Linked DNA regions of Mus musculus: all the other regions are linked to region 5. A link is a contact called in public Micro-C and promoter capture Hi-C data. All regions are on one chromosome and are shown on one strand. The core of a region is the stretch at or near the end of the contact, and the rest is flanking DNA. Distances in the headings are between cores, read along the strand shown.

Evidence for each region. Promoter capture Hi-C pulls out the DNA fragments that hold promoters and counts their contacts. Hi-C and Micro-C count contacts between places; a contact is called where the count stands out from the background.
Region 1: a contact with region 5 is called in a promoter capture Hi-C map of pre-B cells, with 5 times the contacts expected there. The contact joins the promoter of Bcap29 here to the promoter of Ccdc71l in region 5. A contact is called at or near these places in 8 of 39 promoter capture datasets (erythroid cells, fetal liver, hematopoietic stem and progenitor cells and 4 more), 4 of 484 Hi-C or Micro-C datasets (CD4 T cells, liver, pre-B cells and 1 more), 1 of 115 datasets of contacts at active chromatin or transcription factors (memory CD8 T cells) and 1 of 9 other capture datasets (adipose tissue).
Region 2: a promoter capture Hi-C map of pre-B cells shows a contact between it and region 5, with 4 times the contacts expected there. The contact joins the promoter of Cog5 here to the promoter of Ccdc71l in region 5. A contact is called at or near these places in 5 of 39 promoter capture datasets (the C10 cell line, liver, neutrophils and 1 more), 1 of 15 datasets of contacts at CTCF or cohesin (the NIH/3T3 cell line), 1 of 484 Hi-C or Micro-C datasets (regulatory T cells), 1 of 115 datasets of contacts at active chromatin or transcription factors (astrocytes) and 2 of 9 other capture datasets (adipose tissue and liver).
Region 3: a promoter capture Hi-C map of neural stem cells shows a contact between it and region 5. The contact joins the enhancer-like site here to the promoter of Ccdc71l in region 5. A contact is called at or near these places in 2 of 39 promoter capture datasets (embryonic stem cells and neural stem cells), 5 of 115 datasets of contacts at active chromatin or transcription factors (astrocytes, bone marrow-derived macrophages, embryonic midbrain and 2 more) and 1 of 9 other capture datasets (liver).
Region 4: a Micro-C map of embryonic stem cells shows a contact between it and region 5, with 5 times the contacts expected there. The contact joins the promoter of Atxn7l1 here to the promoter of Ccdc71l in region 5. A contact is called at or near these places in 5 of 39 promoter capture datasets (fetal liver, hippocampal neurons, liver and 1 more), 1 of 484 Hi-C or Micro-C datasets (embryonic stem cells), 2 of 115 datasets of contacts at active chromatin or transcription factors (astrocytes and memory CD8 T cells) and 1 of 9 other capture datasets (liver).

What each region holds. Positions count from the first base shown.
Region 1 is chr12:31,632,805-31,636,048 of GRCm38.p6, reverse strand. It overlaps Bcap29 (B cell receptor associated protein 29), which reads left to right and starts at 1,391. Exons shown (of 8, transcript NM_001164090.1): 1 at 1,391-1,444; 2 at 1,669-1,786. The coding sequence starts at 1,695.
Region 2 is chr12:31,652,970-31,656,258 of GRCm38.p6, reverse strand. Cog5 (component of oligomeric golgi complex 5) reads right to left here and starts at 1,390. Exons shown (of 23, transcript NM_001163126.1): 1 at 1,276-1,390. The coding sequence starts at 1,369. It overlaps Dus4l (dihydrouridine synthase 4-like (S. cerevisiae)), which reads left to right and starts at 1,433. Exons shown (of 7, transcript NM_028002.2): 1 at 1,433-1,569.
Region 3 is chr12:32,925,288-32,928,478 of GRCm38.p6, reverse strand. It overlaps 4933406C10Rik (RIKEN cDNA 4933406C10 gene), which reads left to right. Exons shown (of 6, transcript NR_044986.1): 3 at 2,944-3,005. Among named protein-coding and RNA genes, the nearest start is that of Gm51998, 10 kb to the left of the region's middle. Within about 2 kb of position 1,853, at least 71 of the 459 cell types and tissues checked have an H3K27ac peak or open chromatin away from gene starts, as enhancers often do. A contact at or near this core is called in astrocytes and neural stem cells, where this site is marked.
Region 4 is chr12:33,145,260-33,148,578 of GRCm38.p6, reverse strand. Atxn7l1 (ataxin 7-like 1) reads right to left here and starts at 1,608. Exons shown (of 11, transcript NM_001374022.1): 1 at 664-1,608; 2 at 78-146. The coding sequence starts at 844. F730043M19Rik (RIKEN cDNA F730043M19 gene) reads left to right here and starts at 993. Exons shown (of 6, transcript NR_015602.3): 1 at 993-1,447.
Region 5 is chr12:32,377,382-32,380,505 of GRCm38.p6, reverse strand. It overlaps Ccdc71l (coiled-coil domain containing 71 like), which reads right to left and starts at 1,717. Exons shown (of 1, transcript NM_001162903.1): 1 at 1-1,717. The coding sequence starts at 1,522. The coding sequence ends at 866.

The DNA.
Region 1 (3,244 bases), core at 142-2,641, 740 kb after region 5:
GGCTGGCCTCGAACTCAGAAATTTGCCTGCCTCTGCCTCCCAAGTGCTGGGATTAAAGGCATGCGCCACCATTCCCGGCGCATAGACATTTCTAATAGACACTTAGCAGAAGGACACTACAAACCCAAATGAACATGGGCTGCTCAAAAGTCATGATTAAATTAAGCATCTGAGCAACTGCACAACAGCCTTACAGGGGATTTTTAACCTTTTGAAGTTACATTCTGAGATTTGCAAATATTCACATATGTTGAAAACCTGGAAGTATTTGGAGTTCCCTTTTAGATTCCTAGTTTTGTTAATAAAAGAATGCCAAAGCTTTTTTTAAAGGGCAATACTATTAATTTGGAATTAAAAACAAACAAAACAAAACAAAAAAAAAAGGTAGCCAAGGGGATGGAGAAGAGGAGGAAAAAGACAAAAGTTACATCTTTAGGCATAAAGGGTCCAATAACACTGCCTTGTTCAGAAATGAAGGTCTACCAGTACTTCCGGGAGGGGGCAGGTATTCAGAAATGAGAAAGCCCATTATCAGCAGAAAGCTTGCTTAGGCTTTTGGCCATCCACTAAAGAAAAACAGAGGCAGGTGTTAGGCTTTTCTGAATTAGAACCCAGAAAACCAAGCAAGCTTACTACTGCCACAGGGCAGAAGGAAGCTCCTTCAAGGAGTGCCATCTTGGGATGTGTAAGTGCTGCGTCGTATTAATGGAATAATTATCCCTCCCACCTCTTTAACACATCTCCAAGTGAATCCTTTTTCCTGGATAGTGAACTCCTGGCCAGCTTAATGGAGACAGTATGTAATGTAGTATGTAATGTTATCGGGATGCCAAGTCTCTACTTGGAGCAGGGATATTACAGGAATTGACCAGAAAGCCTAAGGAGAGGCAGTAGTTAGGTTTTTCTTTCTAGTGTTACCAGGGAAACCAGAGGTGGAATGCAAAGTTAACCAAGCATGAGAGCATCCACCCTCAAAGGTTTCTGGGGCCTATCTAGTTACCTAAGGGAATATGGTTAGGTAAAGGAGTAGACCCAGCAGTTCCCACAAGTTGCCTGGTCTTGCCTATGGGCACGGTAGGACCAGGAAAACAGCATGCAAAACACAAAACGCTCCACAGACCCCCCAGGCCTGGGCCATGACTTAAATTCAGTTTAGCTCCGGGCAGGGAGGCAGGTTACCACCCTAGGGCACCTGGCTGGGTCCCACCATAGACCCGGGCCCTGGCTCCCGTCATCCGGCATCAGCCGCATCGGGGATCAGCCCTCCGGGGATACCGAGCCCACGTGGAGGAGCCTCGGCCGCCTCACGCCGCGCACCAGGAAACAAGGGCCGCGGGAGGCGCGGTCGCGCCAGTGTGACCTCAGCCGGGCCCGGCGCGCTCCCGGCGGCGTGGGACGTGCGCGCGCAGGCGGGCGGCGGGGCACGCGGAGCGATCGGCGGCGGGTAAGCCTGACGGGCGGCGGGCGGCCCCGCTGCTGACCTCGCGTCCGGCGGCTCGGGCCGCGGCGTTCTGCGGCCCGAGCCACCTCGGGACCGGGGAAGAACCTGCGGGGCCGTCCGGCGCACTGCCTCGTCACCCGGAGTTAGGCGAACTCCCGGCAGGCCCCACGCCGCGTGTCTGGCCGTTCACCCATGTTTCTCTAAAATTGAAATCTTTCTCTGTATAGGTGTGAAGAAAAAACAAAACAAAACGATGACAATCCAATGGGCGGCGGTTGCCAGCTTTCTTTATGCTGAAATAGGACTCATTTTACTCTTCTGTCTGCCCTTTATTCCTCCACAGAGGTAGGAAACCGTCAGATCCTTAACAGTACCAAATGTTTGATTAGCTTCTTCAGGCTACGGCGTGCGATGCTCTTTGTAAGGTTAGAAAGTTTTGGGAGGGCCGGCGGGGTGGCTCAGTAGGTAAAGGGCCCTTGCAGCCAAGGGAGAGAATTTCAGTTCGATACCCAGAAACCACCTGGTGGAAGGGGAACCGACTCCACAAAGTTGTCTTCTGACCGCCACACTTCCACCCTGGGACGCCCAGAAACACCCATGCACGCACATAAACACATGATGAATACACATGCATACATACAACAAATGGATAATTAAATAAAAGATGGGAGCCAATTATATAAAAGGTAGTCTTTAAAAATGAAACTCAAATTTGCAATCTGGTAACTATTAAAATTCTACTTTATATAAAGCTTGATTCTGTGTACAAATAGATTTTCACCTCCTTTTTAAAAGAACCTAGGTTTTTTTGGGGGGTGGGTGTCTTGATTACAGGTATAATAAAGCCATGGTTATGCCTTGGACATCTTTCCTGTCTATATATCTATATTCTCTCTCTCCTCTCTCCTTCCTCCCCCTTCATCCTCTTCCCCCACCCCCCACCGCCTCTTCATTTCTCTCCTTCCTCTTCCCCCTCTTCCTCTCTCCCTCCCCTTCCCCTAAACTGCCCTGCATTTGAGCAGAGAAATAAAAGGATGGGTGCAAAACTGTTTACTTGGGACAATAAAATGGACTGGCTCAGGGTCCACGCAGTCTTTCAAAAACTTGAAACTCCTCATCTGCTTGGTTTGCAGCTCTTCTCTGTCCTGGTCTCCACACCATGCCCTTTCCTTCCCTCACAAGAAGCAGTAACTCATACTGTAGGAAGGGATGTACCAAGTTCTTCCCACCAACCATGGGTTCTATAGATCACATGCTTAAGGCCAGAAAGGCTCTGTTCCATAACCTAAGTCACCTAACTGGTCAGTGTCAGACTCCAGATGAGATCCTTAGCTTACAGTCACACAATGCTGTCCCTGTTCTTTCTACCTCAGATTTCAAGCAGACATATTTGGTACTACTTATGACAGTCTCACACATATTCAAGAAGTCATTTTTTTTATGCACAACAGATTTATAAATAAGGCTTAGAGCTTTGATAAAAAGAAGTCATCAGGAGGATTGATAGAGCAGTCTTTTTCTTCTTGCCATTTACAGTTTTGTACCCATCCTGATCTAGTAGCTGTTAGATGAAAGTGTGAATCGGTGCACATGACATATGAATATTGTCATGTAAGAACATGTGGTACACATGTACAGGAATCATCTGTGCCCCTCCATGTGTTTATCCACAGTGTGTATGTCAGTCATAATCTTTCAAAGTCTTCATTTAGTCTGTCTAGTCTTTTCTCCTGTAGTGAAGTGGTTGATGGTTCATGCATGCTCAGAATAACGGCTTTCATTTGACTTCCTGTTGTATGACTC
Region 2 (3,289 bases), core at 141-2,640, 720 kb after region 5:
GCAAGCATAGTTTTAAGTTCAGTTTAAGCTCAAAGGCTGGACAGCTATTAAACACACACACACACACACACTCGTTTCAGGATTTTGAAACTTGGTTAAATTTAAATTTCAATTAAGACACAAAGATGAGGTGCATCAGGCAGAAACTCTAAGAATATACCACAACCTAACTCTGAAAAACATCACTAGTCTTGACAAGATATAAAATATCTATTAAAAAGATATAAAATATTCAACAATCAGGGAAAACACCATAATTTAAATTTCAGTTTGATCCTTTAAGCCACTCTTATGTGGAAAATTAAAAAAAAAAATCTGTTCCTACTGTATGCAGAATACTGCTTTTAACTCTGTGGAATATAAAAAGAGGTTCCTATGCTTGGCTTGGTAGCCTTTGATCCCAGCAGGTGGTAGACAGAAGCAGGTGTATCTCTGTGAGTTCAAGGCTAGACTGACTGATCTACAGGGAGTTCCAAAACAGTCAGGGTTTCATAGAGTAACCCTGTCTCAAAAACAAGGGGGAAGGGGATTGGGGAGGAGGAGGCGCAAGGGCCTCGGAAGCAATTAAGGTGATAAATGCAAACGCTTTTAATAGATGAAAGAACTTAGTGTCAACTAGAGAAAAGATGGGATGATTAAGGCCTAATACCTTTAGCAAACTGAATTTTGTTCTGTCTCTCAGATTGAGCATTAATACAACCGAACTTGACTTTCAAGCGTACTATACTATAGAAAGGTATATAGTTAATTTACTTGGGATAATTTCTCTTCAAACTACCAGTAATCCTGACTTCAGTACTCGACATGTATGGATAACAGAGGCACCTGCATAGCCCAAGAACTGAACACGGAAATTTCCAACTCCACATTTTGCATCCTCCATCCCTTTCCTTAAGCAGCGAGCGGTCTGTCACCTAGGGTGAGTTCACACTTCTGGGCACGGACAGTGCAATCCTTGGTCAGGAACTGAGCAGCAGTAGCGGCTATCAGCCCCGACCACGTCGTGCAGGAACTACAGCGATGTCCCGGGCGCATCATGATCCAGTGCAAACCCCAGCAACTAGACACCAGGTGTTTTCCCCAAGACACCCACGGGAAGAGAGGAACACGTTCCCCGTGAAACTGGGGGACCAGGACAATCCCGGACGCCAGGGGGCCGGGCGGAGGGGAGTGGCCAAGTCCAGACAGGAAAACTTTGTGCAAAGTGACCGGTAGGATTCTCGGACTCTGCGCAAGGCAGGGCGACCCAGGCCGGGCCACCGTCCGACGCCTTACCGTCCTGCAGGATCGCCTGCACGGTCGCCGCCACTACTGCGGAACCCGAAGCCCCACGGCCTGCTACGGAAATTGTGCTGTCTCCACCTTCCATGTTGGCAAGTGCCGGGTTGATGACGTCTTGCAATCGCCCCGCCCTCCAAGTGACGCAGAATCAAGGCGCCGCCCCACCTGCCCGGCCCGGGTTGCGTTTGGGAACCTAAGTACTACAATCCTACGTGCAAGGAAAGACAGGTCGCCGCCGGGGCCTTCTCCCATTCCGCTCCGGACGCAGCCACCGCGCCGATCTCCAACGCAAGTATTGGGCCTGAGAACTCCGGCGTGGGGAAGAGGCTCTTGGGAGCGTCACGGCCCTCCTCGCCCAACACGTGGGAGCTTAGGGCTGCTCAGCCTTACCTAGTCCCCGCCTGGAGTGGCAAGCCCGGGTAGCAGGCAGTATATGCTGGGGAAGAATAGTTGTTAAGCTCTGCCCTTAAAAATAAAAACGTTTAAATATTCGTAACTATTTATTGAGTTGGTCTGGAGCTACTCTGCATTTTGCATTCCCTTAACATCGCCTCAGAAGATTTTTCCCTCCTGTGTTTGACCTCAGTCACGATGCGGTAGCGAGAGGCAGCGCGCCTAGAGTTGCATTAGATTTCAGTATGCATAGTTTACGAAACTACTTTGTTTGTAATAATCATACACGACGAATAGCATTATCTGAATTACAGGATGATTTTCTTTCCTTAGCTTTCTTGTTTTTCACAAAAAAAAGATTGACTTTAGTCTACATATTAATATGCAATAAAGTTTTTAACGCCCACTATACATACCAGCACAAGTTTTCAAAAAAAAAAAAATTCACTTATATTTTAAAAGGAATTCTAGGTGTAGAAGCACATATTACCAAAATATTATGTCCGGTGCTGCATGCTTTGGAGAACTTTAAAACAAAATATTGATACCTTCATCCCATAAGTTCAGAGAGCTGTTTTTGGTCTTGGATGTGACTTAAGCATTTTTATTCCTAAAAGTTTCTGCATCCTAATTTACTATCAAGATTGAAAGCTATAGCTTATTCAAGAAATTCATACTGAAGCAGACTTTGCCATTTAGTCTGGCCACAAGAATGAGTAAGAGCAAAATCATGCTTTAGAAAGTCAGTCATGACGCCATTGCCGATCACCACCTCCTAGTGTGTACCAGTTCTGTAATGTGTAAGATTCTTCCCTCCTTTGCAAATAGTCTCTTAGTGGTTTACTCCGTGTTTATTCCTCATATCGACATAGCCCATCTCTGACTTAGCTTAATTACGCTCCCATTTTCCTCTGAACAGTGTTGACACTTCCAAAGATTTCTTGCAAGCCATGACATCCTTCAGTATATTGGCCTTGTGTTCATTTAGCCTACTGCCAAACATTAAAGACTGAATTTTGAACAACTAGCCTTTTATAGAGTTAGCTTTTATCTGGCAATAGATTACAAAGGCCAAAATGGAATATAAAAACAAAAACTATGAAGTCAAAAGCTTTAAGTACAACATGAAAAATATTAAACAATTTTATCACTTGTACTTTGGGCATAAAAGTTATTTACGGTGCACTTACTTGGTAATAACTGAATATCTTCACTGGTAATAAATTTAGATTATTTAAAATAATAAAGTTGTTTCTGCCTTCTGATTCACAAAAAAACTAGAATAAAAGTATCAGAGTTTCTTTTTTAAGTTGTATGTGTATGTATGTAGATGAATATATGTGTGTGCTACAAGTCCCCTCAGAGGCCAGAGGTGTAGGACCCCCTGAAACTGAGCATAGAAGTACCATGATCCTCCCAATGTGGGTGCTAGAAACTGAACTCAGATCCTCTGCAAGAATAGTCCATACTCCTAACCACTGAGCAATCTCTCTAGCCCCAAAATACCAGGATTTGTTTTGAAATACGAGTTTCTATTACTGCCACCTAACTTTCCTTTTTTTCGGTTTGTCTATCATACAAAGTATTTTATGGGAAGCAATTAAAGCCAGATCCC
Region 3 (3,191 bases), core at 604-3,103, 550 kb before region 5:
CCCTCTGCAAAGCAGTCTAAGTGCTGGGGGAGAAAGCCAGCTGCTTGTCTTCCCTGGGCAGGCCCACATAGCTGCCTTTAGACTGCAGCTTAGCACTTAGAACCACAGCTGTCACCCCAGGGCTTCTACCCAGCCCAGGCCACCAGGAAACCCAGAGTCACAGCCATGTCAGTGTGAGCTTCCTAGGTACAGTATTCCCCCCTACTTGTCATGAATTATCTGTGGCCTCTTGGGCTTATGTCTGTATGTTAAGGCTTTGGATGGGGTTTGTTTATCCTAAAAGGGAATAATGAAACTTTTTTTTCCTCTGCTGTGTGTGTGTGTGTACTAGAGAGAGAGAGAGAGAGAGAGAGAGAGAGACAGAGACACAGAGAGGGAGAGAGGGAGAGACAGACAGACAGACAGAGACAGAAAGACACAAGAGGGAATCCTCCATGTGTACATTGAGGCCACAGGTCATGAACTCAAAACCAGGGAGGCAGAGGCAAAAAATCTGAAGTTTAAGGCCAGCCTGTGCTACAAACTAAGACCAAGTTCCAAACCAGGACAGAACAGAAGGAAACCCTTGTCCATGCCTTATCATTGCCACCCGACAAAGCAGTGGTGGGGTTTCTCCCTGTCACGGCCCATAATTCTTAGTCCTAGGCACACATGTGAGTCTGGTGGCAGGGCCTTTCACATCTCCTGCGGGCCAGGCCCTAGACTCACTACAGGTGCTGCTTGGGCACTTTTTTGTTTTTTAATCTTATGTGTATGGGTGTTTTGCCTGCATGCATATCTATGCATGTGTGTGCATGCTCATGATGGCCAGAAGAGGGCATTGGATTCTCTGGGAATGGAGTTGCAAATGGTTCGGAGCCCGTCTTGTGAGTTCTGGGAATCAAATCAGGTTTTCTGGAAGAGCAGCCAGTGTTTTTAAATGCTGAGCCATCTCTCCAGCCCTGGCACTGCAACTTTTTAAAACCTAGCCAGGTGGCTGTAAAACACGGAGAATATTACTACTGTCGAGTTTCAGAATCAGAAACTCTCCAGCAGAATTGACAGGAGAATCCAGCGAGCCAGCCCACTGCTCCGTTTGGATGTGAGGGCACTGTCACTGGAAACAGATGAATCACACAGAAGGGAAGCAGCCTGCCAGTCAGGTGCTGGTGAATGACTGACACTGTGGGAGAGGAAGCAGCTTCCTCTCCTCTTCGGTTTCCCGTATTCTTGTGGACGCACATTCACAGTATTGTTTTGACAACTTAGCTTTTTAGATACCCACACCGCAAATATCCATTTCTTTCCTGACACAAAATAGATTGTACTACCCGTCAAAATTATTTCCTAGTATGGAAACTCAAAATATTTCCTTTTCTGATTCTTAGCACTTGGCAAGTCTGTTGAGTGGGTCACTTCGACTCCCAACAGCTTAGAAGCAGCTGAGGACTGCATTTTTTATACCTTCCCACACCGAACATAACAGGTGCACACCCTCGGCCTCCCATTTAGGTCCGGCTTGTTTGATGTGGGAGCTAAGTCGGTCTATACTGGTCTAACACAAAGCGAACACCCCAAGCGGGCCTGGACTAGAGAGGCTACCTGAACTGTGGCGTGCTTAAAGGTGTGCTCGTGTTTCCTGATTTAACTGGGTCAGTTTGGTTTATTTTTGCCATTTGGTCTCAGGGCAGGCAGGGCCTGATTCAGTGTGCTGGCAGTCCCCAGCTATTGCAGGATCTGAGCGACAGGGGCAGGTGTTCATAAACCCCAGGGGCTATTATTTAATTTTGCCTCCCCCGCCCCCCAGCCTCATGGTTTATAGATGAGCAGCACGGTGCCTGTGTTCTATTTTTAACTGAACATGCTCTGTTCTGCTGGAATCTGTTCTTTAGACACTGCATTATGCAAACTGGCTCCAGAGTTTGCCAGGAGCGCTAAACTAAACTGTGACAATTCCCAGACATCGTCATTGAAACCCCCTGCAGTGAAGCCAATAGCATGCTTGCTTACTGCAAGATAGTTCCGGCTGTGTTAACCGTGCTGCCTGGTGGTGTGTTAGCCAACTGTGCTGCCTGGAGAGAAAGCATGGCTGGCCACTTCAGAGGCAGGCGCCTCAACACTCCACTCTTGACTAATCCCAGAATAAATCCTTTGGGCTTTGGGAAGACATTAAAAAGGCTCAGGTGAGGGACATGAAACACAAAACAAGCCAGCATGAGGCACAAATGATGTGCTGCTCGGACAGAGGATCCTCTGAGTTGGTGTCCTGTAGAGCCATTCGCTAACTAAAAACAAGTACTTTGCACAGGCTGGTGTGGGGGTCCCAGGGTTTTCCCTTGGTGTGGCCATGGAGCAGTGACTGTCAAGAATCCCCAGAGCCATGGTTCTCCTCCAGTGCGTCTGGGTTGTTTAAGAAACCCCATGGCAGGGCTGCAGGGAGAGCAAGCATCTGGCAGCTTCTCTGGTGGTGAGAAAGAGGAAAGAACTTTAGATGGGAGGTACAGTTCTTGAAGCTGGGTGTGACAGCATGTGCCTGTAATCTCAGCTCTCAGGGAGTTGAGGATTTAAGGCTAGCCCAGGCTACACAGTGAATCTGAAACTAGCCTGAGCTATATATTATAAGGCCTTATCTGAAAAAAAAAAAAAAGTTAATCTACTTGAACAGGAATGACCTTTTAAAAGGTAAGTTCCTTGTGAGTCAGGATGACCGTGTTCACTTTGTCTCTTGCTGTTTCCCCAAATAGCAGTACCACAGAGATGGGAGGCACCCAAGAGTCTTTGCCCCATCAGGTGCTGCAAGAAACCTCTTCACTGAGCAGTTTATAAACAAGTGTACTCCTCAGAGTCTGGAGGAAGGAGGTCTAAGATGTAGGTGTCAGGGTCCTAAGAGAGCCTGTTCTCAGCTTTTAGTGTGTCCCCACATGACAGAATGGGTGAACAGGTCCTTTGGTGCCTTTCCTAAAGGTATCGGCCCCAACGCCTCCTATCTTGTGGATCGAGTTCCTGTGGAGGAAGCTAACACAGCGGTAAGCAAATGTGGACTGACAGAGGACACAGGGCCATTCGAGAAACTGTCAGAAACTGAGAATCACCTCAGAACACGCTGAGAAGGAGAGCTAAGGAGGTGAGGCCTGGGTTGTGGGAGGTTGGCACCTGACAGCAGTGGTTCCCACTGCTGGGTTCTCTTCTGGTTTTGATTGTCTACGCTCAGG
Region 4 (3,319 bases), core at 359-2,858, 770 kb before region 5:
CAATTCACATTATATTCCAAAGCCTGTGAAGACTCTGCCACACAAGCTAACACTAACATGCCAAGAGCTCCACTTACCTTCTTTATTAAGCCTCATAACCTCCCTGCTTTTGCCACCCTCTTTTCCAGCCTCTTCTAAATCTACATCTGCAGATGAAAAAGAAAAGGAAAAAAGAAAATGAGGAAAAAAGGGGGGATGCCAAAGTCAAGGGGGGAGGGAGAGTGTTTATTGACAAACAGATCGATCTAAATACTGTATCTGAAAATCTTGCAAAATTTGACAATGCAACATTTTCTCCCGAGTCTGGCTTTCCATCTACCTGGCCCAGATAGGTACCCCCAAAAAAGGAAAGGAAAAAAAAAACTATGCAAGCAGCAACAGAGTCGCCTTTTAAACAGACACCACCGTGGGGCTGCGAAAGCCCACCCCGCAGGCTGCCTGCCCCGGAGAGCCAGGCACAGACAGACAGACAGCTTTGCTGGCAGCCGGGCCTCTCTGTGCTCTGATGGTCTGTGTCTGTGTGTATTTATTTAGAGAGAGAGAGAGAAGCATGGAGGACGCCGGGGGCCACTCTCTCTCACACACACACTTTTTCCCAGTGGCTCTAGGTGAATGGAAAGGTTACAGGATAATAAAAGGAGGTACAGGCGGTGGGGTTCTTACTGTCGGAGCAGTGTAATTTGGCGGCGTCGATCCAGGAGGACCAGGGTTTGCCCAGAAACGCCTCCGGACTGGGCACTTTGCGGTGCAGTGTCGCCATTGCTGTTCCTTCTTGTTGCTTTTTCCCTGTTCCTTCGGCAGCAGCAGCCGAGAGACACGGGATTCGAGAACGCTCCGACGTCATCTTCGGAACGTTCCGACATTGAGTGTTCTGAGAGGGGGAGGAGGGCGGCGGAGGAGGCGGGAGGCGGGGCGCGCTCGGCCCTGCCCGGCCCTGCTGTGCTGCGTGCAGCCGCTGGGGGCGCCAGAGAGGCGCCGTGTGCGCGGGGCTCGGGAGAGCGCGGAGTCCGGCAGGCTGAGAGCAGAGCCTGAGTGCGCCGCCGGTTCAGCCGGGCAGGGTCGCCTCGCGCCAGGATGCTGCGCCCCGCCGCCCTGTCCAGCCAGCAACCCTGGCGCGACCCCGGGAAGAAGCACAGGTTCTTTCGTCCAGTCGCCGCTGGAGGACCGAAAGTTTTGCTCGCTGCAAGTCTCTTCCTCCCAGAGTCCCAGTCACCCACCATGCGACGTCCCAGAAGGATCCCGGAGGCTTAGTGGGAACGAAATCGGCTGTTTTGCACCCCTCCATCCTTATCCCTCAGGGTAGAGCAGGGACTCTAGAGAGTACACCTCCCAGCTACCATCCACTTCACCCTGTCTCCTCTCTCGGTGAGCCTTGGAATCCGGTCTCTTCGCAGATGCCTTCAGGAGTCAGAAGCAAAGGGGAAATGGACATAACTCCGAGAAACCGGTGAGTGGGGGCAAGGGGAGTGATCATCCCATCCTTGGTTTCATAGCAGGCAAAATTCCAAAATCATTTTGTCTCTGGCGTTCCCGGGGATCTGTGCGATGGTTGTGTGTCCCAGCTGGTAGAGCCACTGCGGAGACTTTGCTCCGCGCACACCAGAGACTGAGCGAGCTCAAGGCTCTTGGGTGATGCTAAGCCCCTCCCTCAGACCCAGCACTTGCACAGAGCAAGCAGGTTGGCCAGAGGACTTCGCATCACCGGAGAACCTGACTGCCAGGTGTGTAGACGCGTGGCGCTTTGAGATGTCTCTTCTGACCCTAGGGGCTGGTAAATGAGACCTTAACCTTCTGTTACCTCTTTAGAATTGTTTGCTTACTAGGAATTCCCTAAACTGTAAAGACACCCTTACCCCCGTAATCAATAACTTTTCTATTTGTGAAGCATCCTTCCATTCTTACCACTGCTGTCCCCGGGAGCCCTTCTGCTCCACACTGAAGCGTTGCTTAATTCTGGGCTGTATTCTGGTGGGGCTGGAATGTCCTGGCACTCAGCACCATGAACCTCAAAACCTGCATTAGGATGGGGGCGGGGAAGGAACCTCTGGAGGCTTGTTTTCAGCTGTGATGTGTGTGCGCGAGTGGGCCTGCCTCTATGGGACATGGATAATTCTCAGGTTTGGATGAATTGCTACCTAACTAAGGTGCCAGTGGGTAAGGAATTACCTTACTTTAAATACTTGTGGTTTGGGAAATATTTCTCAGACCTTGACATCTTAGATGAGCCAGGCGCTGTACCTGACATTACTTCACCCATGCATCTTTTTAAATAACATTGTTTCTCATGGACCGGTTGCCCAGGGTCAGAGAGAGAGGGAGATCCATCCTGGTCTTCACAGAGCTGCAGCTGGAGAACGATCATGCTTAGCTCTTCAGGGAAGCTAGGCATGTGTACAGTGACCCCAGACCAGTGTGGCAAGGGTATGGACTTTCACGGCAGGGCCAGTTCCTTGGCGGAAGTTGAAATGAGCTAAGAGTGTTCAGAAAAAATGTGTCACCAAGAAAACGGAATCTGCTCTGCATATTAGAAATTGGGAAGATCTTATAGTAAGCTGAGGTCTGGTCTTGCCTAGAAAAGGGGACCATGCAGAACCTTGGGTGAATGTAAGCATATGTGGGTCGATGGTGTGGCTTAGCTGTGTAACGTCTTGTGTCCTACTAGGACCATCATTGGGAGCTAGCTGGAGGCAGCTAGGAAAAAACCAACATGTTCCATTCAAACATGTCCCCAAAATTGCTTAATAGACTTCGACTTAAATGAATCCATCTATCCCATCTGCCACTCTTGCTAAATTTCTCTGAGCATCTCAATTTGTGAGGACTTTGCTACCTACACCATTCGTTTTTCTCTAAGATTTCTCAGCACCTGGAAGGCAAGTGTACCACCCACCTTGCTGGTTGGACCATGTTGTTTATTTTTCCTACCTCACTTCTGGTGATAGATTAGAAACAGGACTAACATCAGAAATCCTCCTCGCCACCTAGGAATACCAGTTGGAGGGATTTCAGCTCTTTGTTAATGGATAGCACTAGAGCCCAGCCATGAATGAGCCGGGCATGATGAACAGACTCTTTTTGATAAGTAGAACTGAAGGAACCCAGGACATTTGCATTCTGGCAGGGCAGGGCAACCTCCATGGGAATGTGTCCTCTGCTTTCCAGTCCCCTTGCTCCTGGCAGAGTCAACAGACTCCTGTCTCCTAGGATGTGCAAAAGAGTTCTGTACTCCCTGTGGCTCGGACTTAGTGGATCCTGCTCTGTTCCTAACCACTGTCACTTGCCAGGGCCACCATAGGAGCAATGGTAGCCCTTTCTTACC
Region 5 (3,124 bases), core at 468-2,967:
GCCAACATCTTCTTCAAAATTTATTCAATTTTTATCACAAGCCATGTGGTTCAAAACACTTCAATTTTATTCAATTTAAATGAATAGAGTAAGTCAACTTTTTCTTAAACAAAACTTTTAAAGAATATTCTACCATTTTACTTAGGAGCTCAGTAAATATAAACTTTCAATATAAAACTTTATATATAAACACCTTAACCTTTTATTTTAAAGTTGTACTTTGCATCTCTTGTTAATCACTGAGCTCATGAAATTCAAAGCCATACAAATCCTTACATTAACAGTCATAAGCTTGAAACTCTTAAAAGACGACCTTGATCAAAGCTTTGGAATCCAGTAAAAATTAGAAAACGAGTGGCCTTCAGAATACCCTGAGCGTACACCAGCACTTCACCAGGAAACATAGTCGATCTTCTGTCCAGAAAGTGGGGCTGACAGTCAAAAAGAAAACAGAAGGGGAATCAGGAGCAAGTAAAATTCTGGCTGTATTACACAAGCACGAAAACAAAATTCCTTTGGAGAAAAAAATTTGTAAGTCTTCGGAGGTCTTCCAGACCGGTGAGGTAGAGTCCGAGAGGGAGAAAACGCACGTGTCCCTCCAGGTTCTGGAGACGTCTCCATCCGGGTTGGGAAGCAAAGGGACTTCTGTCGCGGGTCCGGCCGTCCCGTCTGGCCGCGGGCGTGGGGGCCGCACCTGTCCCGATCCTGGACCGCGGCGCCGCACCGCATCCAGGGGCCTAGTTCGCGCATAAAGTGCACCAAAGGGGGCCGGTTCTGTAAACATTCGACTGACATTGACATAAGTCCGTTCCAGCGCGCGGAAGCTTCCCCGGGCGGCGGCCGGCAGGAGGCGCCGCAGCGCGCATCACAGCCGGTGCACCGGGAAGCGGCGCAGCCTCACCACCGGGTCCAGGTCCACTCGCAGCACTTGGCTCGCCCTGCGCCGCGCCACCGCCAGGCTGCGCTCGCCCCACACGTCGTCGCCGACGCGGATGGTCGGGAAGCTGGTCAGCGTCGGGGTGGCCGCCCTCCAGATCTCCTCCAGGGTGCGGCCCCCGAAGCTGGATGCGGGAGGCCCGGGCTCCGCGGCCGCAGCGGCGGGGCGCGGCCTACGGGTGTCCGCGGCAGCCCGAGCTCCACGGCGCCTCCTCCTGGGCGTTGCGCGCGGGCGCGGCCGGCGCGCGGGGCGGCTGTCGGGCGCCGGGGGGTCGGGCACCAGTGCCCGGCACGAGGAGTAGCCGTAGACGTCCTTGCTGCGCAGGATGTGCGGGGAGAACTGGTGCTTGAGGCTGCAGAGGAAGCTCCAGAGCTCCGCTTCCGAGCTCATGAACTCCGTGCTGCTGGGCATGAAGAGCTTGAAGGCGTCGCCCAGCGCCTCCGTGCTTCCGGCCAGCGACAGTTGCGACCGCGAGTACACCACCTTCTCCTCCAGCGCCTCCAGCCCGGCCCCTCCTTCCGCTCCGTAGCCGCCGCCCCAGGCAGCCCGGGGCCGGCGCCGCCGCCTCTTCACGCCGCGTCGCATCAGAGGCCGCTCGGGACCGCCCGCCGTCCCTGTCCGCGCCCGGCTCGGCGGCGCTCGCCTGTGCTGGCGCCTTCCGCCCGGCGCTGCTAGCCTGTGCTGGCGCCTTCCGCCCGGCGCCGCTCGCTACTTTTCTCGCCTCGCCGCCCCTCCCCCTCGGGGCGGAGGACGCGCTGGTTGTCCTGTGGCCGGGCTAAAGATGGCGGCAGCGGCGGGCGCCCACCCCGGGGCTTTGTCATTGGACGGCGCCCGCCCCCTCCCCTGGCTTCTCTTTCTTCTCTTCTCTTGCCTCCTTTCGCCCTCAGCCTTTCTTTAAATGGGCCCGCCTTAGTCCCCGCCTCCCACGGCCTCAGCTCCTCCCATTGGGTGCTCTCCGAGTGAGGGGCGGGGACTGATGGGGGAGAGGCCAGTTCGTGGAACATGGTGGCTGTGGTGGGTGATGGTGAGGCCCTGGAAGGCCAGTCAACCATTGGGTGGATCCATGAGGGTTGCCCTGTCAAGAGAAGGAAGTGGGTGGGTGTGAGTGCCATGTTTGGGGGTGTCGTGGGTGATTGTGTTCAGCTGTGGGTTGAGCTGGGGAAGTCTACCAGTCTGAATAATGAGAGAGAACCCCAAGACTTGATAGTATAACAGCTGAGAGAGTTGGGTATAAACTAGAAGGGATGGGCATTTCATGAATCCCTTCTAAAGTCTCAAATCCTGCTTTGGCATCTTCATATGCTTTGCCTCTCTTGACCCCATCTTTTAAGAAAACTAAAAGTTCAGGCATTGATGACAGCTTCCTTCTGGGCAATGGAACCATCTTGGCACATTTAGGAGGTACAGGTCACTGGGAAAGAAAAGAGTTAATACTGTATGAACTAAAAAGTCTGCTCAAGTTGGACAAACAGCAATGGCAGCAAAGCTGTTCTGCTGAAAGAAAACATTTTTTTTAAATCAGAGTGCTATTCCACATTTCAGTTGGTATTAAATTGCCATTCGCAGCACCATCTCTATCCTTGATGTAGTATTCCACGTAATCAATAAGATTCTTTGAGAAGAATACATCCTTAAGAATGAATCACCTTTTGTATTTGGGAAGACAGTAGTAGACATCCTTTTTGTCAATTCCTCTATTCACTCTCAACTCGCTGCCTATTCACATAATAGGCGTTGAATGCATACCAAATGGATGTATGAAATAGCACTGCCTGTTTGAAATGGAGTGCAGCACTGAAATTGCTTAGAACAAGGTAATTATATATTTTGCATTTATATTGCAATTTTCTTTGAAGTCCTTTAAACTTCATTATTCCCCTTGCTGGGGATAGAACCCAGAGCTTCACACATATGAAGACTGCACCCTACTAGTGATCTATACCCTCCAGCCCCTAAGATTTCTGTAAAATAAGGTTTTTTTTTTTTAAATCTATGTCCTGGTGCTAGAATTTTCTTCAGTAAGTATCTTATTTTGCAGCACACAATGAATGCAATGCCAAATTTTTGTGATCTGCATACAGTTAAAATAGTTCCTTTAAATATTTGAGCTGAGACACACCTGGTTCAGTCTTCTTGTCGCACAGATGAGGGCAGTTTAGACCCACAGGAGTTTATTAAGACAGCTTG